3 separate regions of the Mus musculus genome follow, and all the other regions are linked to region 1. A link is a contact called in public Micro-C and promoter capture Hi-C data. All regions are on one chromosome and are shown on one strand. Each heading gives the region's core, a stretch centred on a gene start, on an enhancer-like site or on the middle of the called end of the contact. The rest is flanking DNA. Distances are from core to core; before and after follow the strand shown.

Region 1 (2,818 bases), core at 119-2,618:
GGGCCCCCCTGGCACCGCCCATTGTGGTCCAACAGGTTGAGCTGGTGTCCTGCGGAGCCACCTGCTGGAAAGGGAAGGAGGCCCCCTGCGGAGGGAGCTGGGAAAGAGAACAAGTCCGACCCGGTTCCGCCTGGCCTGCTGCTGCGAAGCCGAACCTGGTCCTAGAGAGCGGGATTTGACTCCGTTTGAAACGAGTAGGAGGGGCCCTTTTGGGGTCTATAGCATCGCCAGCCCAGTTGTAAGCGTCCCTCAGAGACTACCATTCTTTGGGTCGGGCACTTAAATACGAATACCGGTTTTTCCCAAACCCACTTAAGCAAACATCCTAAACCACCCAGGTCTCTATCGTCACCTCGGGGTCTGAGTGAATCTGCGCCAAGATCCCTCCACTGTAGGGTCTCAGTTTCTCCACTAAAAGTACCGGCTGGTTGAAGGCAAAGCGTCGGGGCCCCAGAGGGAGCGCACCTCCCCCTTCCCCTTCCCAGACTCAGTCCCTCCCCTTTGAAAATGCCAAGGCAGCAACGGGCACTGGCTAGAGCGCAAAGGCTCCTTGCCCCGGGCACTGTTCCCTCCCCGCGGGGCGCCGTCACGCGTGGGGAGGGACACAGAGTGCCCACAGACTCGACTCCCCCGCTCCCTCGGAGGGGGATGGGCCAAGAGGCTGAAGCTCAATGTCTAGAGGTTCTCTCTCTTCCTGGGGCTCTGACCTGGTTAAAGCCCCTCGGCAGGACCCCACTCTTTCTAAATTTTAGGTCTTCATCCCCAGCAGCGTATCCGTAACCTCTCATACCATTCCCTCCCCAGGTGGTGACCCTACAGAAGCCCCTCTTGAAAGAGAGGAAGTCCCTGAGGGGGCTGCTCCATTCCCTGGCCACTGCGGACACTGTCTTCGGCCTCCCTCCCCTTCTGGTTTCTGGCCAGCCCAGGCTCCACCCCCTCCCTGGATGAACCCTAGGCGCGTCCCACATGGGATAGGCGGGTGTTCAGGCCAATGGATGGGCAGGGCGGTGGCGTGCAAGGGGTGGAGCTGGGCAGCAGCAGAGGGCTGGACGGGGGTCGGAGGCGGAGCTCCAGTTAAGGTGGACCGGAGGAGATAGTGGTAGAAAGCAGAGAGGGAGAGGGATCGCGGCAGGTGAAGGGAGTTTGAAGGAAAGAAGGGAAAGGAAAAGGGTGGGAAAGGCTCAGGGAGCGAAGCAAAATCTCGGAGAAAAGGGACGAAAAGGAGGGAGGGACCCATATGCTCCCTGCTGGAACTAGCTGTTGGAAGAGGTGGAAGTTTATGTCCTTATTGGGCGGAGGGAGGGGGTGCCTGGGGGGGGCGGATGAAAAACCAGGAAGTGACAGAGGGTGTTGCTAAGGGTGGGGGGGGAGTTTGGGGGTGGCAGGGGCGGGGGGAGGGAGGGGAGGGATGGGGGGAAAGCAAGAGAGAGGACAGGTGAGACAGCAGGACAGGTGAGGCGGGCCTTGGGGGGGGGGGCGAGTGGAAGCCAGGTGAATGTACGGCTCTCCGCGGCCAAGGGGGGGGCGGGCAACAGGAGGAGGCAAAGGGTGGCGGAGGAGGAGCCCCCCAGCAACGAGCAGCGAGCCACTGACCGCGGCCTTCTGACCAGGACCGGAGCAGAGCCCCAAGCCCCCCAGCCTGGCGGGGGACGCGCTTCTTCCTACACCCTGTGCCTCTGCAGCTCCAGCGAACGGACCCAACGGCTGAAAGGTAAGTGAACCCCACTTTTTGTCCCTTGGCTCGGGATACACTAAACTCGAGCCTACTGCAGTGTCCTTCGTGCGTCCTGTGAGACCCCTGTACACACACGTACACACACACACACCAGATTTCAACCAGTCGCATTCCCTGTAGCTTTCCTGGGTCTTTGGAATTGGTTTTAACTTGGAGGAAAGGTAGAGAACTATGGACTATTGGCCTCCCCCCAACTCTGAGCGGAGGGTCTCCAGAAACTTTCTTTGCACTTCTAATATCATACAGACTGTGAGCTACGGGATGGAGAGGGGGTGAGCTGCACTGAACTTACCCCTACCCCCAGTCGCTTTTGTGACTTTAGGGGGAGACCCCAGACCCGACCGAATGGAGGGAATGGAAACCCTGACGGACTATAACTAGGACAACGCGTGTCCCCACCCACCCACCCAGCTCCGCGCCCCCCTGGCACGGTGGGCTGGACCCAGGCCAGTGGCACGGGGGGTGGGGGGCAGCGGGAGGAACCGCGGCTTGGGGGAAAGTTACCGGCTGGACTATTCGGTTTCTTGCGCTTCCAGAGCCGCGTCGTCTCTCCAGCGGTAGTGCGGCTCAGCAGGACGACCCCTCTGCCCCTCCCGCTCCGCAATCACATTCCGGTCTCTCAAGCCTCAGGCCCACCGCCACCTTTTCAAAGTCAGCTTTTGCTCTCACAACTCCAGTGCGAGGGTGGGTGATAAGAACTCGACCTACCAGCGGTCTTGCCGCCGGCGCCGGCGCACCTGCCCTGAGCAGAGTGGGGGTCGCTGTGTGGTAGAAACCTAGTGCGCACCGCTGGCCGAGGTTGGCCATTCAGAGGGGTGGGGGGCGCTGCTTTCCATTTCCAGCTTTCTCTCCCCTCCTCCCACCCCACCCAAGTAAGAGAGCGACGTGTCCTGGCCAGAGCGGGGGGGGCGGGAGTGGGGGGGCAGCGTGGGCAGCGGGTTGTGCCCGGACACGTGCCTGCCCAGGCGCCCCGGCCCTGCTAGTGTTTGGAGAGAGGGCGGGTCCCCTGCCCCCCGCCCCGCACAACCCCCATGTATCAAAGGGCGGCTGAGACGTGGTGAGACCTCGGGGCGCCCTGGGGGG
Region 2 (2,818 bases), core at 122-2,621, 190 kb after region 1:
CTGGCTGCAAAGTGAGTAGTAACCCTGGGAAAAGAAGAGGAAAAGTCAGAGTCCAGAAGAGGACATGCTGATCACTGGTGTGACTTTGGGTCCAGGCTTAGAGGGACAGATAAAGTGGCTACCTGTGCCAGTGCGATTGGCCTGGATGGCCCCGACACTCAGCTCCATCCGACGTCCACGTCGAGTGCTCTCGTAACGGCTGAAGGTACCCAGAGCCGGTAAGGTCACGGGGTCAAGAGAGTCACAGTACGATGCATTACAGACACAGACCACTGAGCTGTAGCCAAAGCTTTTGGGGATGCAGGGTTGGGCACCTAGGAGGCAGGGCACAAGCAGAGGCAGGCATCAAAGCGGGTTTATGAGGGAGTGGGCATGCTAGGTACGAGACAGAACAACAATTAAAAAAAAAAAAATCCGGGCTGGTGAGATGGCTCAGTGGGTAAGAGCACCCGACTGCTCTTCCAAAGGTCTGGAGTTCAAATCCCAGTAACCACATGGTGGCTCACAACCATCTGTAACGAGATCTGACGCCCTCTTCTGGTGTGTCTGAAGACAGCTACAGTGTACTTACATATAATAAATAAATAAATATTTTTTTAAAAAAATCCTTCCACCATACTCCCAGCCCAAAGATGTCTCAGGCATTCTAAAAGAGTTACAGAGTCCCTACTGAAATTTCAGCACCATAATGGAAGGCTACCAGAGGACTTTGGGGGCAGGGGACACCTTCATGCCTCCATCTCCATCCTAGACTCACCATATGCCCAAGATACCGCCTGAAATAGGAAGAATCCGATGAGCCTGGCAGCCATGACACCAGCACACTTCTGAGAAGAAAATGTAGAGGAAAGATAATAGTGTAAGACTCTCTCTACCCTGCAACCACCCTCCTGGCCAGAGTTTAGCTGCCTGTGGATGCTCACAGCATAGGCTCCCACCTTTATTAGTGATTAGACAGTGCCCGTAGACCCTGGAGGCGTCCTGCATTCATTCACTCTGCTAGGGAGTTTGCTGCCCACTCCAAAGAAGACTCTCTTCACTCTTTTCCCCCATCGATTTCAACCTTCAGCCCTCCCTCCATCTGTGCCCTCAAAGAGCCATGATGCCCTGAATTTAAAAAAAAAAAAATTGAACTCACCGAATTCCATAATCTAGATAGGCAGAATTCCCGAAGCAAGATTGACAAGGCAAATTGTAGCCCTGCCCGCTTACCTCTCCAGAAGATCTTGGAAACTGGAGCTACTCAGGACCAGCGAATGAGAAGACTGTGGAAGTTTCTGTGCCTTGGAGGGATAGAAGACCTACCAAATAAAACACAGACAGATATCATAGCTCTTGGAACCGACTAGCACAGCAAGTTCCTTCCGGCTTAAAGGGGCGGACAGAGTCACATGATGACTAAGCCGGTCACGTGATGCAGGAAGTGAAGCAATCGAAGCCATATTTGTAATGGGCAGTTGGGCTCTTCTAGGTTAGTCATTCATTGCATACCCTGTGAATTTTGGGGAGGCCTAAAGGATGACACCTTTAGGAAGAGAATTCTAACAAGGATTGTATGGACAGCTGAGTAGAGGCTCCTAAATCCAAGACAGAGAGGACTTCTAGCCTGTGAGGGCCACTGTATTCACATGCACATACCGACACACAGATATACATAATTTAAAAATAAAATTTAAAAATAAAAACAAGGGGCTGGAGAGATAGCTCAGCGGTTAAGAGCACTGACTGCTCTTCCAGAGGTCCTGAGTTCAATTCCCAGCAACCACATGGTGGCTCACAACCATCTGTAATGGGATCTGACGCCTTCTTCTGGTGTCTGAAGACAGCTACAGGGTACTCGTCATATATATAAAAAATAAATAAATAAATATTTTAAAGAAAATATTTATTTATTTATTATATGTAAGCTGTCTTCAGACACTCCAGACCTCTGGAAGAGCAGTCACTGCTCTTAACCACTGAGCCATCTCTCCAACCCCAAATAAAATCTTTTAAAAAAATAAAAATAAATAAAAACAAAATTTAGAAACCCCACATACAGCCTGGAATTGGTGGCACATGCCTTTAAATCCAGCACTTGGGAGGAAAAGGCAGGCGGATCCCTGTGAGTTCAAGGCCAGCCTGGTCTATGGGGCAATTTCCAGGACAGCCAGTCCTGTTACACAGGGAAACCCTATCTCGAAAAACAACAACAAACCCCACATACACACAATCTTTATCCTAAAAAGACTAGTGAGACACATGAGTCAGACACTTACACGGAGTTACAGGCGAAGACAGACAGAAATGTTGAGAGGTATACTTGCAAGACTCCTTGAGAGGAAAGGGGACCCTTCCCAGAAGAACAGGCGGGGGGGGGGGGGGGGGGGAGTCACAGTAAGTGCAGGGAGTTGCTGTCGGGCTCTGGAGATCAGGACCAAGGGAGGGAGTGGTCCCCACTGGCCGTTTCTGGATTCTCTTGCTTTATCATCAGATGCTGGCTGGAAAGCTCTTCATCCTTCCTCCCAGGAAACTGGAAAATGCTGTCTGTCTTTGGTGGACACAAGAAGAGGGCTGTCGTCCGGGTTTCCTTGTGAGCCACAATAAAGTTGATTAATTGGCAGTGACACATGCAGCGTGATCTGACTAAGTCCAGGTCTCTGAGCCTGTTTCCACACTTGCCCAACATAGACACCAGCATAGTCTCACAGAACCATTACTAGCGTTAGCAAGAGAAGTCAAGGGAAGTCTGAGCCTGTTTCCACACTTGCCCAACATAGACACCAGCATAGTCTCACAGAACCATTACTAGCGTTAGCAAGAGAAGTCAAGGGAAGTC
Region 3 (2,818 bases), core at 233-2,732, 160 kb after region 1:
CGGAGTCTTCTGAAAGGCTAGTGGCTGGGGAAGAGGTGTCATCATGGGCTACTGGAGAGCTGGTGGAGTCCACTGGAGCTGTGGTGGCTGGGGAGGAGGTGCCACTGAGGACTGCAGTACTGGTAGAGTCTTCGGGAGCTCTGGTGGCTGGAGAAGAGGTGCTACTATGGTCTGGAGAGCTGGTGGAGTCCCCTGGAGGGCTGGTGGCTGGGGACGAGGTACCACCGTGGACTACTGGAGAGCTGGTGGAATCCACTGGAGCTGTGGTGGCCGGAGCTGAAGAGGTGCCACTGTGGACTACTGGAGAGCTGTTGGAGTCTTTTGAAAGGCTAGTGGCTGGGGAAGAGGTGTCACCATGGGCTACTGGAGAGCTGGCGGAGTTCACTGGAGCTGTGGTGGCTGGGGAGGAGGTGCCACTGAGGACTGCAGTACTGGTAGAGTCTTCAGGAGCTCTGGTGGCTGGAGAAGAGGTGCTACTCTGGACTGGAGAGCTGGTGGAGTCCCCTGGAGGTCTGGTGGCTGGGTCTGAGTTGCTGCTGTGGACTGGAGTGGTAGTCGATGCTAAGGAACTGCTGGTGTCCTGAGATGAGGTGACACTGTTTTCCTCACTTGGAAGGGCAAGAAAACCTGAACCAGAGTGGAAGATTAGGGGTAAACTGTTTTTATGCTCACAGCAGCGCAGCACTAATCAACAGAGTTGGACACTGGGTCGCTTTGGATAACATGTGTGATGTTTTAGTTCCGGCTAGAGCCAAAGTTGAAGAAAAAAAAAACAAAACAACAACAACAACAAAAAAAAAACCTACTGGGTTGATGAATAAAAATCAGAGCAAGAAGAAAAATATAAACTCTGAAAACAAAGTAACCGGGGAAGGAAGGGGGATCATGTTAGCATCAGGTAGCCCCTGGTTTGCCTTCATCCTGACAGCCTCCCTCCCTAAGCAGAGGTCTCACCTCTGCTTCTGGCTCATTTATTCCTCTACTTGAGACAAGTATTCATACTGTAGCCTAAGCTGGCCTTGAACTCTCTGTGAACCTGAGCGTCCAGGGTGTGGGAACTATAGACTGGAACCACTGCACACGGCCCCATTCTTCCACTCCGGAGCTACTTCTCCTGACACAGCCTCTCTTCTCTACTCCCCACAAAGAGTATTATTTGCCTACTATAGTGCCCACTCTCCTGAGGGGTCACCTCTTCTCAGCCTCCTTCCTTAGCCTCTTTTCCCCCCTGGCACATACTGGGCCATACCTGTATGGATGGCCATTTATGACTCTCATAATCTACCAGTAAGCAAACTCCACAGAAAGACTGGGAGTCCCACCTGAACAGCGCAGCCCCTCCCCACCTTGCGCCTCTCACCTTTTAGACTTGCTAGAAGTAGCAGCAGGAAGAAAGGAGCCCGAATGCCCGGGGTCATGGTGGTGGTGAACAGGCGGGAAGGGGCTAGAAAACAAACTCAAGGCTGGCGCTCCGTGTGTGAGGTGGAACAGGGCTGGTGCCTGCTGCTTTATACCAGTCCCCCTCCCGCCCTAGGCACAGTCAGAGCAGGTGACAGGTAACAAAACTCCGCCCCCTCCCCTATTCTTTTCCTCCTCCTCCCCCCCAGTCATTCCTGTGTAGGGTACTTGGGCTCCAATCACTCAACCTTATGACAACCTGTTTTTTCTCCATCTGGCCTCCCACTTTTACCAACCGCTCCTTGACTACCCCAGGTGTGTATGTGGAGGAAACCTGGGGCCCCCTGGCTCTGGTTTTAGTCCCAGAGTGACCGCCAAGAAGAGGAAAGGAAACACAGAAAGGCCCTGGACAGCAAGACATGGGAAGTCCATCCCTAGGTCCCCCGATCCCTTTTCCTATTCTCTCTGCGGGTCCTTGAACACCACTTCTCACAAGTTGAGAGGACATAAGGGGGCTGGATAATAGTGGACAGGTCGCTAGTTTTAGTCTCCCTCCCCGAACCCCCCCCCCCCCCGCCACTTCCCGGAACAGCCCCGCCCTTCTAGCCGTTCCCGGTACTCTGAAAACCACAATCCCCGCCCCTGCCAGACTTTCCAGTAGCCTGGGTCTCTCTTTGGCTTTCTCCCGAGAAAGGCGGTGGGGGAAATTTCCACTTAAAAAGGACTAAACTTGGGCTCCACTGAAGCCTAAGGTCCTTCCTACCCAACCCTCCACCTTGAGTGGCAGGTTGACCGGCCCTTCTATCCGGAAACGCCTGCCCTCTAGTGGTCACCGCGAGCGTCGCGCGGCGTACTCGCACCAGCCGATAGTTTGGCAGCACAGCCCAAGTTGAGACAGATTAACTTAAGGAAGTTAATTGTGCCTTGGCGAAAAGAATCAATGCCTCGGACAGATAGGAAAGAATGCACACTGTAGGGGAGAAGCAAGGGTCATTAATTGGGCTACTAGACTTCTGGGGATGGTGTTTGCGGGTAGGGTAAAAGTGGTTGGAGCCCCAAGGTATCTGGAAGGGGGGGCATCAAGTTGTGTGATGACATTGAATGGTGGGGGGTGGGGTGTAGGACGGGTTATGTCTAGGTAGCTAGATATTGAGGAGGAAGAGATTAAGTAGGTGGGCCGATCGTGGAACATGAGAACGTTGAGATGTATCTGGGAAAGGAATATTTGGGGCGAACAAGCACTCGAAACAAGGCAAACCCGTGTGTTTGTGTGTGTGTTTAGGGAGAAACGAAAGGTGTTCTGAAGGGCAGAAACAGTTGAATTTGGGGAGGGCTTTGGGTTCACAGTAGCGCGGACTGAGGATGCCAGGCCGGATCCCGCAAGCGGAGGTTGCGGAGTAAACCAGCAGGAGCAGTTACA

What was found. A called contact is a pair of places that touch in the nucleus more often than the background predicts. Capture Hi-C pulls out chosen DNA fragments and counts their contacts.
Region 2: a promoter capture Hi-C map of pancreatic islet shows a contact between it and region 1. The contact joins the promoter of Gba here to the promoter of Zbtb7b in region 1. A contact is called at or near these places in 1 of 39 promoter capture datasets (erythroid cells), 2 of 484 Hi-C or Micro-C datasets (embryonic stem cells and muscle stem cells), 2 of 115 datasets of contacts at active chromatin or transcription factors (both in embryonic stem cells) and 3 of 9 other capture datasets (adipose tissue, liver and pancreatic islet).
Region 3: a contact with region 1 is called in a Micro-C map of embryonic stem cells, with 2.6 times the contacts expected there. The contact joins the promoter of Muc1 here to the promoter of Zbtb7b in region 1. A contact is called at or near these places in 2 of 39 promoter capture datasets (erythroid cells and neural stem cells), 4 of 484 Hi-C or Micro-C datasets (all in embryonic stem cells), 5 of 115 datasets of contacts at active chromatin or transcription factors (effector CD8 T cells and embryonic stem cells) and 3 of 9 other capture datasets (adipose tissue, liver and pancreatic islet).

The regions. Positions count from the first base shown.
Region 1 is chr3:89,391,928-89,394,745 of GRCm38.p6, reverse strand. Zbtb7b (zinc finger and BTB domain containing 7B) reads left to right here and starts at 1,368. Exons shown (of 3, transcript NM_009565.5): 1 at 1,368-1,711. It overlaps Gm15417 (predicted gene 15417), which reads right to left. Exons shown (of 2, transcript NR_040403.1): 1 at 2,240-2,818.
Region 2 is chr3:89,201,481-89,204,298 of GRCm38.p6, reverse strand. Gba (glucosidase, beta, acid) reads right to left here and starts at 1,371. Exons shown (of 11, transcript NM_001077411.3): 1 at 1,213-1,371; 2 at 758-827; 3 at 123-314; 4 at 1-24. The coding sequence starts at 812.
Region 3 is chr3:89,227,720-89,230,537 of GRCm38.p6, reverse strand. Muc1 (mucin 1, transmembrane) reads right to left here and starts at 1,482. Exons shown (of 7, transcript NM_013605.2): 1 at 1,361-1,482; 2 at 1-627. The coding sequence starts at 1,418.